Regions from separate parts of the Callithrix jacchus genome. Here region 1 is linked to region 2. Evidence: chromatin contacts called from public Hi-C data. All regions are on one chromosome and are shown on one strand. Each heading gives the region's core, a stretch centred on a gene start, on an enhancer-like site or on the middle of the called end of the contact. The rest is flanking DNA. Distances are from core to core; before and after follow the strand shown.

Region 1 (6,615 bases), core at 2,183-4,682, 72 kb before region 2:
GAAGGGAAGGAGGAGATGGAAATGATCATCAGAAAATTAACAGCAGGAAGTAACTTCAAAGGCAGAGGGACTTGTTGTCTTCCCTCCTTTCCCCAACCCATCCCCAGGGAGTCGAGCCTGCTCCTTCTCCAGGGGCTACACAGAGACCTCCTTTGGGAAAAGGTGACATCGTCATGGCTCTGGACACCCTCCAGGCTCTTCAGAACTTCCAACATGAATCATATGGATGCTGTGATCCAGTTAGGAGCCTGGGTTTGAATCTCAGCTCTGCCTTAAGTATCTGTGTGATGTTGGGTAAGTCACTGTCTCTTTCTAGGACTCAGATCTCTGAGCTCCAATCTACCATGACTCTGCAAGATTGAAAATGGTGTTACAGAAAAACATGAAGAATATTGTAACCAACAGGGTCTAGAAGAGTTGTTGGATTTTTCTCTTTTTTTTTTTTGAGACGGAGTCTTACTCTGTCACTCAGGCTGGAGTACAGTGATGCGATCTCAGCTCACTGCAACCTCCATCTCCTTGGTTCAAGTGATTCTTGTGCCTCAGCCTCCCGAGTAGCTGGGACTGTAGGTGCGCACCACCACATCTGGCTAATTTTTGTATTTTTAGTAGAGACAGGGTTTCATCATGTTGGTCAGGCGGTTCTCAAACTCCTGACCTTGTGATCTGCCACTCAGCCTCCCAAAGTAGGATTATAGGCGTGAGCCCCCATGCTCAGCCATGAGTTGTTGGATTTTTATGACAGTGACATTTATATACTCTTTGACTCAATTCTGGTGATGGTGGGTCCCACCATGGCCATACTGTCCACTTTTGTCCTCATCTGGAATGCCGAATCCTCCTCCGAGTCAGGAAGAGACTGCAGGCCAAGGCAGAATCTGGGACTGTGCCATGCTTTTCCTCATTATCTCCAGGGGACTCTTATCATGGGGCAGCTTCCCCACCCCAATTCTGATTCCGATTGAAGAGAGAGCCTTGCCGGTGGAAAAGACATCAGCTGAAATGTCAGGAGAGCTGCATCTCCGTCCTGCTACCAACAATGACACACATCAATAAAATGCTGGCCAGTCCTTACCAGCTTGGTTCTGAGAATCGAATAGGACTGTGGATATGAAAGTCGTTTGTAAAGCCATCTACTCTATACTAACGTAAGGACTTACTGATCTAATGAAGAGCTCCTCAGGGAATCTCTAGGGAACACTTTCACTCTCTATCCCTGATTCCCAGGGAAGCTTTGAGGAATGACTGTGGCTTTGCAGATATGCTTTTTTAAGAGGCCACTCAGCTCTAAGAAGCCTCCTGAGGCTTTGAGAAAGAAAAGAGCCTTCTCTCCTCCTTTCTCTGCCATCGTGGTGTGTGCTTTACTTCACTTCAGCCATGTCTTCTCACAAGACTTTCAGAACTAAGCGATTGCTACCCAAGAAACCGAAGCAAAATCATCCCATTTACCAGTGGATTTGGATGGAAACTTGTAATAAAATCAGGTACAACTCCAAAAGGAGACATTGGAGAAGAACCAAGCTGGGTCTTAAGGAATTACACATGAGATGGCACATACTAATGCTATCCGAAGGTCACAATCATTTCAAGCTGAAGATGTCACCACTATCTGGAGAATTTTGAGCAGAATTTCCTTTCTGAATCTGTTACGGACACGTTGATTGGCTGGATTCAGTAATAAATATGTGACACCTTTGAAATAAAAAAAGAAAGAAAGAAAAAGAAAAGAGCCTTGCTGAATGTTGTGAGTGAGCAAAGCATCCCAGTCCTTCAGTGCTAGAGGACTGGATAGTGAGGACCTCCTGGGACCACAGCTCAGGCAGATGGGAGGACCCATAGTCTCCTCCTTGCTGAGTTCTGTTGCCCATGTCAGCCCGACATCTAATACTCCTTCCCCGTCTATCTGCCCTGGTGGAGTGGGCTTAGAGGCCTCCCCTGCCAGCCAGGGCTGTTGAATCTGCTCCTCCTCCTGCTTACATAAGTGGCCTCCCCACCCCTATGTCCCATCTTTAGACCACAGTTTCTGACCCTAATGCCTAGAGTTGGTCAATCTTTGTTCTTCATGGTGATTGGGAGGTAGAAAGAACACCAGCTGTGTACCCCAAAGACCTGGGTCTGCATCTTGGTCTCACCCCTTTTCTTCCTGTCTCAACTTAAGCCAGGTATCCACTCTCCCTGAGCAATGCTTTCCTCATTTATGAAATAGAAATAGCAATGCCCACTTTGTTGGGAGGGATTTGTTGAACTGTAGCTATAGATAGAACACTCAACAAATGTTAGAGTCGGGAATAATGGCCTGGCTCCAAATGGCATCTGAGAGGTGACCTCCAGGGCCCTGGCCCAGGAGAGTCTACAGAGAGGAAAAGAGGAGACATACCTAGGGTCTAGGCTGACTAAAGCACCTTCCTTGTCTTTCCTTTGCCTTCTAGAGACCCCCCCTTATGGTATTTTTTATGGTATTTTCAGTTTTGCATTGCACAAGGGGAATTTACTTGCGGTGGTGGCTTTGGGACCCTCCTTGTTCCTCCCGTAGAAAGGCTACACTTGATCTTTGCCAGAAAGCTGGTTCTGTCCTGTGATATGGCCAACGGGGAGCAACAGCACACTGGCTGAGGGCCTCGGGAACCCATTCCAGGAAGCTCCCGAAGGAAATGGTGGATCTCATTGGATCTATGAGTGAAAGGTCTGCAGGACTTGTAGGAGGCTCGCCTGGACAGTCTGGGCTGGTGGAAGAGCCTTGGATAGGGTTCAAGAAGGAGGGGCTCTGTGGAAGCAAGGAGGGGTCTCCGTGCTCTCTGGGGCGAATCCCGTTTCTGACGGCAAACCCCAGGAGAAACTGAACAATGCTGCCTCTGGCTGGGCACTTGTGTAAAATGTGTATGCCATCCTGTGACTGTGAATGACAGTACTTTAGCCCCTTAGAACCTATGTACGAGCAGGACATGAGGGGCAGGCAGGACAGAGGAGGGCAGGAGGGGTTCATGGGCTGACTATGAGGATTTCTCAGAATCGTTAGTTACGTTGTTTGGTTCAGGCTGTACTTTCGCAGACACTGTGTCTGCGTTTCATATGTAAATAGGTCTTTTATCTACTATGGGGCTATAAATTCAGCCCAGGCTGTAGCACTTCATTCCTGGGTCAGAAACCCAGGGTGAAATTCAGCAATAAAAAGATTTAATATCCAGGAAATTTCTGTGGATCTTTAGTTTTCTGGGGGCAATAATAATGGGATATGCAAGATACAATTCAAGTGTGTTTGTCTTGAGTGAAAGGGTGAGGTGGTTGGGGGAAGGGGCCACCCTGCGCTCAGTTTTAGTGGGAAAAGCAGTGTCTTGGAGTTTGCTATGGGGCCGCAAGGTGGCAATGTGGAGCCAAAAGCGGGCCTGGCCTGGGCTCGGCTGGGCTTGCCAGCTCCTGCCAAAGAATCAACGTAAGGCTCTTCAGCCAAAAATCTCTGAGATCCAGTGCACATTCTTTAACTCTACTGGAGGATGCGAAGCAGTCATGACTCACAGGGAAAACTGGGAAAGTCACCCAGCCTCTGAGCTTGTGAGTCCTCAAGTTCCAAAGAGTCTTGGTCCCTCGTTTGACCTGGTTCTGCTGAGATACCTGGACATACACTTGGTTCCCACGGAATTTCCCATGGAAATTCAGGAAGGGCAAAGAACAGGCGGTTTCTCCTGCAGGGTGAGGAAATTAGTGTAGGAATTCCTACCCAAAAGGCAGCAAGACACACGAGTCAGTGTTTTTTTTTTTCTTTTTTTTTTTTTTTTTTTGAGACTGAGTTTCGCTCTTGTTACCCAGGCTGGAGTGCAATGGCGCCATCTCGGCTCACGGCAACCTCCGCCTCCTGGGTTCAAGCAATTCTCCTGCCTCAGCCTCCTGAGTAGTTGGGATTACAGGCACGCGCCACTATGCCCAGCTAATTTTTTTGTATTTTTAGTAGAGACGGGGTTTCACCATGTTGACCAGGATGGTCTCGATCTCTTGACCTTGTGATCCACCCATCTCAGCCTCCCAAAGTGCTGGGATTACCGGCGTGAGCCACTGCGCCCGGCCAACGAGTCAGTGTTTAAGGGCCCTAGTAGGACCTCAAAAAGCCACATGAGCTATGGTTACTTTCTGCAGTTCTGGTTTAGAATCTGGGGGCATGGATTAGGAGGCCTCTTGAGAGTACCTCAGAGCCCAGCAATCTATCCTAATTCCAGAAGCAAAGAAACCCACTGATGTTGAGCATAAAATACCTCCTCCCCCTGGTAGGTCTGGTGGCTAACAAGACGCTCATGGAATTTTCCCATGGTGTGCATTTGGATGCTTGCTCTTTTAGAATAAGAATTCGTTGAAGACAGGTCACAGTTATCATGGTCTATGGGTCTGAAGTCCTGGGTCATTGTGGGTATGTAATCAACCATCTACTGGTTGCCAATAGCAAATCAGTTTTCTGTGTTTTATTATCAGATAATTTTGAAAAAATCTGTGTCCTGTCCATGTCCATGGAGAAACCCAGTGCGAAGCAATATGATTGTTCCCGGGAGGTACCTTCTCCATCATATAACATGGGAGAATGTGACTTCATTGAACTGGAAGCTGTGCTCTCAAAGGGTGCTTACTCATACAGGTGACTCTCTGTACTGATTTCGACAGCTCACCCTTGAAGCTCATGGAAATATGAAAAACAAAAGTCCATTTTATTTCTAGGTAGCTTGCAATGACTTTGAGGATTAGGTCAAACTGTTAGCTGACCCCAGTCCTCAGCCTATTGGTTCAAACTCCTGAGGAGGTGACATCAGCCTTCCTCTGTACTTATGAGGGCATCTGAGCAGTTGTGTGCACTGCTGAAGTTCCAAGCTCTGTAAGTCACTTGGTAGACTCATATGTTCCAATCTACTGTTCAACAACACTCTCCAAGAATGCTTTTACCCTGATGTAAGCAATCAGGGTGGGTCCTAATGTTAGCCTCTATGATATATTTGCTATCAAATGTGTGGGTAACCCCCCTTCTGGGCACCAAGGAAGGAGAGCTAAGCAGACCCCTGGCACAATTAGTGCCTGAAGAATAACCTACTGCTCATTTATTTCCTTTTATATAATCCTTTTATATGATCATATCTTAGTTTGTAGTCAGAGGATTGTCAAGAGCAGACACGGTACAGAGCATCAACTAGGGAAGAATCAGCCATACCAGAACAAGAATCAATGGCCCAGGCAGTAGTGCCCCTGTCTGAAAGGGCATGCACGGTGGGCCGGCCCTGGCGGCAGCATTCAGTATCGTAAGGATATCCACTGTATGGCAGGCTTGGAGCAAGAGTCACTCCTCCTGCAAGGCAGCTGTAGTATCTTGTGTCCAGTTCTTGTGGAAAGCTGGCCTCAGGCCGGCAATCCCATGAACCTCTGAGGGCTTAAAACCCCTCCAGTACAATCGCGCCTCGTTGGCTGTATACCCTGCCAACTCTCCTGCTACTGTGCTGACTCAAAACATCCTCCTATAGAAAACCTTAGAAGTTGCCTGCCCCTAGATAAGAGATGTTGCACACTGCACCCTTCCTGCTGCACACTGCCCATCCCCATTAGGTCACTCCTTGCTTCAGTGACCGTCACTCCTGGCCTCAGTGACCTAATGGGGATGGGCCCCTTGTTTATTACTCACATGATTGTCTTGGCCCTATCACTATCCTTAAGATGACCTCACTCACTGCCCTTCCTAACCTATACCTAATAAATACAGATGTGCCTGGACACTCGGGGCCTCGCCTGTCTCTGCTCGTAAGTGGCGTTGGCCCCCGAGCCCAGCTGCTCTTATCCAGTCCATTGGTGTTTTGTCTCCTTATTTCTTGGATCCAGCGCCTCAGCACAGCAATAGGGGACACTCCACGACCCTAGTAGGGCTGGAGCCTACAAAATGTCATATTTCTGAAGCAGACTTTATTATAAAGCTTCATCAGATGGTCTATGGTCATTCTACAGCCTCTGGTCCCCCTGACACCAACTCCCTGCTCCAGAGTATCACAGCAGCCTCTGAACCCAGACAGGGACAGTTCTCCAGACAGTTCCTCTCTGGGCCGTCCCTCAGGCATTTATTGAGAGCCTGTAGCAGGTCAGATCTGTTCCTTTCCCTTCCGCCTTTTCTCCCGTCAGTTGATTTGCCACCTTCTTTCCTAAGCTGAGGTCAGAAATCACCTCTTTCTCGGATGTTTCCTTTTAAGGCTACCTGATTCTAACACCCTATTCCCTGATCTGTGTGAACATTGATAGGCTCTGGCTTCACTGCTTTGTGCTGTTTGTTACGTGTTGTTTTGTACATGTTCTCTGGCTCTTTCCTGTCCCCACAATTAGGTCATAGGTGCCTTGACCACCCTGATGAGCCCAGATGGTTAAAGCTTCTTTTTCTTGATCTCTCCTCTCAACACTCAAGGCCTGTCCCAGAATTCTGCAGAAAGCAGGCACTCTGTTTACCCCCATTGTCCCCTCTCCCGGTGGAAACTGTCTCAGCAGTGTCCTTGCAGTGTCTCTTGGATGCACTGTAACTTGCCTGAATTGCTTCAGCATACTCCTGAATTTTTTTTTTTTTTTTTTTGTACGATGAAGTCTTGCTCTGTCGCCCGGGCCAGAGTGCAA
Region 2 (5,959 bases), core at 726-3,225:
ACTCTGAGATTCCTCTACTTGTGTCTTGCTCTTTTGAGGAAGAGTCCTCTTGAGGTCTCAGATTTTTGTTTCTGAAATAGAATCAATAAAGCTAAGTATCCAGATGATTTTTCTGTGAATGAGTGAGTGGTGTTTGCCAAGACATCAGTCACGGGGTTTCATTTGGAGGTTCTCCTATAAAAGAAGCTTGTTAAACCTGAAAGGAAGATCAGATGAGTGTCTCTGTGTCTTGGAACAGACATAACTTTAATTGCATCTTTAATATGTGTTTTCCTTCTGTAGGTTTCCAGAGCACTTAATGGGCTGGGAACAAGACCATAGTCTTTAGGAATGGAGACAAATTCACCTTAAATAAGAACCTACGATGAAAGTTCTGCCTTTACCCTACTTTGCCACAGCCTAAATCCTTCCCTGAAGGCTCCTTGAGGAAGTTCCAGGATGGAAACTGATTCAGAAAGTCTGGCAGTCCTGGTACAGGAATTCAAACATTCAAGAAAGGAGCCCTGGGTCGGGCACGGTGGCTCATACCTGTAATCCCAGCACTTTGGGAGGCCAAGGCAGGCAGATCACAAGGTCGAGAGATGGAGACCATCCTGGCCAACATGGTAAAACTTCGTCTCTACTAAAAATACAAAAATTAGCTGGGCATGGTGGCGCATGCCTGTAGTCCCAGCTACTTGGCAGGCTGAGGCAAGAGAATCTCTGGAACCCAGGAGGCGGAGGTTGCAGCGAGCTGAGATCATGCCACTGCACTCCAGTCTGGCAACAGAGCAAGATTCCATCTCAAAAAAATAAAAAATAAAAATAAATAAAGAAAAAGAAAGGAGCACTGCAGAGGGAGGCCCCTTCACTATAAAAAAAGAAAACTCATGGAGACTAACGGAGGAATTAGACTAAGGAATTAGATTTATGACACATTTGCCAAGGTATACTCTCTCTTCTTATAATAAAATGTTAATTATTTATTCAGCTTTTACTGTGTGCCATGCATTTCCACATATGCTTTTAATCTTCCTAATAACTCCATTTTACAGGTAACGAAACTGAGAGTCAGAGCATGTTTTGATTTTGTACGCTTTCAGTCGCTGAGTCCCTGATCACAGAGTAAGGACAGATGGAAGCTTCATCGACTGTCCTGAACAATTACATACACATCAGGGCGAGCGACCTTCGGAATGCATTTCAGTCTTTCAATATACACAATAACATCTATATGTACTATTCGTGGCAGCTGAGAGTTCTGTTGAAGATCGCAGATTCTTTTGAGACAGAGTCTCGTTCTGTTGCCCAGGCTGGAGTGCAGTGGCACAATCTCACCTCACTGCAACTTCAGCCTCCCAGGTTCAAGCGACTCTCATGCCTTGGCCTCCTGAGTAACTGGGGCTACAGGTGCATGACATTGTGCCGGGTTAATTTTTGTATTTTTGGTAGACAGGGTTTTGCCATGTTGACCAGGCTAGTTTCCAGCTCCTGAACTCAAGTGATCCACCCCCTCAGCCTCCCAAAGTGCTGGGATTGCAGATGTGAGCCACCTCGCCCAGCCAAGATTACAGACGTTATAGAGAGACTTCCTGAGCTTCAGCATGCATAGTTCTTTGATTACCCGCTGTGTGGCCTTGGACAAATTCCTTTCCCTCTCTGGGCCTGTTTCCTATTACATTTAAAGCACTTAGAGCAGTGCATGGCATAAAGTGGAACCTGGCCAGGCTACCCGTAGTGAGGGCTTACTTGGTGTCAAGCACTGGGCTGTGTAATATATAGAGATCACTCATCCTGAAGATGGTCTCATGGAATCTTCAGATCATTCTGCAAGGAAATAATTCTTTCTTTTCAGTACTGAAGGAATCTGAAGCTCCAGAATATCCCCAATGTCACACAATCATCTGTTAAGTGGGAGCGTTAGGAATTCAGAACTTGCTTTGTCTGCTTCCAAAGCCTGGGCTCAGTAACAAGCAAAGAGGATGGTGTTGTTAGCGCGCAGTCCTGCTTTTTGGCAAACTCGAGGCATGAGCTGCTCTTCCTGTTTACGGCACAGACACATAATCCCCCGCCACACAGACACGTTTCTCATTCAAGTGAGAAACTTCCCCAGTGCCTGCGCCCTCTGCTGACTGTGCTGCAGCAATGTCTGGTCTGAAAGGCACTTTCCTGGGGTAGAATTGCTGGTGGTTTTGGAAATGACTCCAACAAATTGAATCCTTGACATGGAGAGACACTAAAGACATTGGCTCTCTCTTGTTTCCAGTTGCATGAAAACAAGACACATGGAAAAAGTAAGCGTTTAGGGCCAGGTACTCTCTTCTGGCAATTAAAAAAATGGTTTGAGCACCTTCAATTTTATTTTTTCAGAATTACATGTGGAGGGTGGGGGGTTGAAGAAAGGTACATGTGTGATTTTTGCACATATACAGTAATCAACCTTGCTGAAAGGCTCCATGAAGGCAAAATAGAAAATGTTTGCCAAAATATGCAATGAGAAGATATGTCATCATGCAGCTCCTCACCTCCACACCCCACCCCACACACACACCTTTCTTCTCACAATGAAAAGGCCTCCAATTTTTACCATACAAGAAATTATTCTCTGCCCTCTCTCTTTTTCCTCTCTGCAACTCCTCTGTGCCTTTCTCTTCCAGAAAGAAACTTTAGAATGTCAGATCCTAAAGATGACCCCATACAATGCCACAGTTAAGAACAAAGTCAGGCAAACCTGGATTTGAATCCTGGGTTCAGCACCTTATGCAAGTTACGTAAATGCTCTCTGCCTCAGTTACCTCATCTGTAAAATGGACTTAAAAACAATGCCTACCTGATAGGATTTGTGAGAGATTTGAATGAGTTAATACTTCTAAGTCCCTTAGGTCAGAGCCTGGCACAGGGCTAATGCGTCCAAAGTGTTCCTTGATATTGTCACCCAATCAAGCATCTTCATTTTACAGACAAGAAAACTAGATTCAGAGAGAAGTGGTTTATCTGCGGTCATATGGTCAGTTAGTGGCAGAGCCAAGACAGGAGCCAGGCATCTCATCTCATCTCATCTGGTAAAGACAAGACATGGTTCCACTGTACCTCACAAACAGCATCGTGGATTTTCCCTCATTTACTAACTTTAAGCAGAAGAGGTTGGGACACTTCCCAGTTGGTCAGGTTTGGCTGAACCAGCAATGTTGCCAGAGTCGGGCATCCTGGAGTGTATCCCAGGGTGCCAGCCCCCTGTGCGCAGGAGCCTGCTGGTGTCTGACAGTAGCAGACTCTGTCCTAGGAGCTAACAAGCCCTGATAAAACTGATCCACAGAGCCCTGGCAACTGTCCTCTTATATTATTATTATTATTTTGAGACATCTGTTGCCCTCTCAGGCTGGAGGGCAGTGGTGTAATCTGGGCTCACTGCAACCTCTGCCTCCCAGGTTCAAGAGATTCTCTCACTTCAGCCTTCCAAGTAGCTAGGATTACAGGTGCCTGCCACCATGCTCGGCTAATTTTCATATTTTTAGTAGAGATGAGGTTTCACTATGTTTGCCAGGCTGGTCTTGAACTCTTGACCCCAAATGATCCACCCACCTCGGCCTCCCAAATGTCCTTTTATTATTAATTTGTTTTCTGGAAGCGGAAGCTCCAGAAAGAAGTTGACTAGAGAGTGACACCACCACCAGCTTTCAAATGTTCTGGCAGTAAAATCTCTGCATCCAGCCAGCCTCCAGTTCACATTTCTAAGGGTCTCTCTCTCTCTCTCTCTCTCTCTCTCTCTCTCTCTCTCTCTCTCTCTCTCTCTCTCTCCCCCGCCATCTGTCTCTCCAAAGACCCTCTCCTAATGCAGAGAGACTGCATCATTGTCTATACTATGTGTCATTTCTTCCCACCTCATACTGTTTCACCTCAAATGCTCTTCTCTCTCCCTCTCCTGAAAGGACACACACAGACCATCACGCACATACATGCCTAAGGCCTTTTGTTCTTTCCAAAGTGTTCAAAATGTCCACAGCAATATTTGGTTCTTGCTGGGAAAAGCCAGCAATCTATAGCCAGGGTAGGTTCAGTTCCTGGTGTCTCTGGAGAGGCAGATCTCATTAGCTCTGACAAACATCCCCAGTGCTCCCACTCCCAACCTTTGTCAAACTTTCCAAAATCCAGCCAGACCTGGGGGTTCCTTGCAGGCAGTCCAGGCTGTGTGTGCTCCACTCAGTAGTCAGGTGGCCCATGGCTGCAAGGACTAGTTAGCTTTTTCTCAAGCCTGGGCCAGGTTAACCCTCTACTTTTAGTAAACAGGGGCAAGGGGGATGTGGGGAGAGCTCTGGAAGATAGAAAACGAGGGAGGGGTGAAGGTTATGCTCCTTTCAAGAGTTCAGTGATAATGATGCTATAATTCTGTAGCAGAAAGATCGCCCACCTAGAAGTTAGGAGGCATGAGTCCTCATCCTGGTTCAGCCACTAATGAACCATGTGCTCTTGGGCTGATCACTTTGCCTCTCTGCCTCAGTTTCTCATTCTGCTATACAAGTGGGTTTGCCTTGAGAGTCTAAGAAGTCTTCGGCCACTTCTGAAACACTGAAGTTTGTTAGTGACAGTCTTTAGTCCACATGACATGTTACAGTTTTTTTAAGAACTTCACACACAGGCAGCTTTGGAGCCACTGTGGGTTTAATTCCAGACTACTGCAATAATGTGAAAATTGCAATAAAGTCAGTCACACGTTTTTTGGTTTCCAAATGTATATAAAAGTTACATTTACCCTGTGCTGTCGTCTACTAACTATGCAATAGCATTAATTAAAACATGCTTTATTGCTAAAAATGCTAACAGTCGTCTGAGCCTGCAGGGAGTCATAACCTTTTTGCTTATGGAGGTCTTGCCTTGACATTGATGGCTGCTGACTCATCAAGGTGGTAGTTGCTCAAGGGTTGAGTGACCGTGATAATTTTTTTCTTTTTTCTTTTCTGTTCTTTTTTTTTGAGATGGAGTTTCGCTCTTGTTTTCCAGGCTATATTGCAATGGCGAGATCTCAGCCCACTGTAACCTCCACCTCCCGGGGTCCAAGTGATTCTCCTGCCTCAGCCTCCCGTGTAGCTGGGATTATAGGCATGCACCACCACACCCAGCTAATTTTGCATTTTTTGTAGAGACAAGGCTTCTTCATGTTGGTCAGACTGGTCTCAAACTCCTGACCTCAGGTGATCTGCTTGCCTTGGCCTCCCAAAGTGCTGGGATTACAGGTATGAGCCACAGTGCCCGGCTGACAGTTTCTTAAACTAAGAAAATAATGAAGTTTGCCACATGGATTGACTCTTCCTCTCATGGAGATTTCTCTGTAGCATACGATGCTGTTTGATAGCATTTTACCCATAGTAGAACTTCTTTCAAAGAGTAATCGTCTCATACTCTGCTACTGCTGTCAACCAAGTTAATGCAATATTCATAATCCTTTGTTGTCATTTCAAGTGTTCACAGCGTCTCCACTAGGAGATTTCATCTCGAGAAACCACGTTCTTTGCTCATCCCTAAGAAGCAGCTCCTCATTTGTTCAAGTTTGATCACGAGATTGCAGCAATTCAGTCACATCTTCAGGCTCCACTTTTATTCTTGCTATTCCCGCCACATCCACTGTTACTTTCTCCACTGAAGTCTTAAACCCCTTAAAGTTATCCACGAGGATTAGAATCAATTTCTTCCAAACTCCTCTTAATTTGATATTTTGACCTCCACCCATGAATCATGAATATTCATAATGGCATCTAGAATGGTGAATTCTTTCCAGAAGATTTCCATTTACTTTGCCCGGATCCATCAGAGGACTCGCTATCTATGGAGGCTATAGCCTTACAAAATGTATTTCTTAAATAATAAGACTTGAAAGTCAAAATTACTCTTTGATCCATGGGCTGCAGGATGGATGTTGGGTTAGCAGACATAAGAACAACCTTTTTCTCCCTGTAAATCTCCATCAGAACTCTTGGTAATGAGG

What was found. Hi-C and Micro-C count contacts between places; a contact is called where the count stands out from the background.
Region 1: a contact with region 2 is called in a Hi-C map of induced pluripotent stem cells, with 4 times the contacts expected there. The contact joins two enhancer-like sites. A contact is called at or near these places in 3 of 3 Hi-C or Micro-C datasets (induced pluripotent stem cells and skeletal muscle).

Annotation. Positions count from the first base shown.
Region 1 is chr19:33,586,913-33,593,527 of calJac240_pri, reverse strand. It overlaps AVPR1B (arginine vasopressin receptor 1B), which reads left to right. Exons shown (of 2, transcript XM_035280810.3): 2 at 1-1,727. Among named protein-coding and RNA genes, the nearest start is that of AVPR1B, 12 kb to the left of the region's middle. Within about 2 kb of position 3,432, at least 2 of the 16 cell types and tissues checked have an H3K27ac peak or open chromatin away from gene starts, as enhancers often do.
Region 2 is chr19:33,513,622-33,519,580 of calJac240_pri, reverse strand. No RefSeq gene overlaps it. Among named protein-coding and RNA genes, the nearest start is that of CTSE, 6.1 kb to the right of the region's middle. Within about 2 kb of position 1,975, at least 4 of the 16 cell types and tissues checked have an H3K27ac peak or open chromatin away from gene starts, as enhancers often do.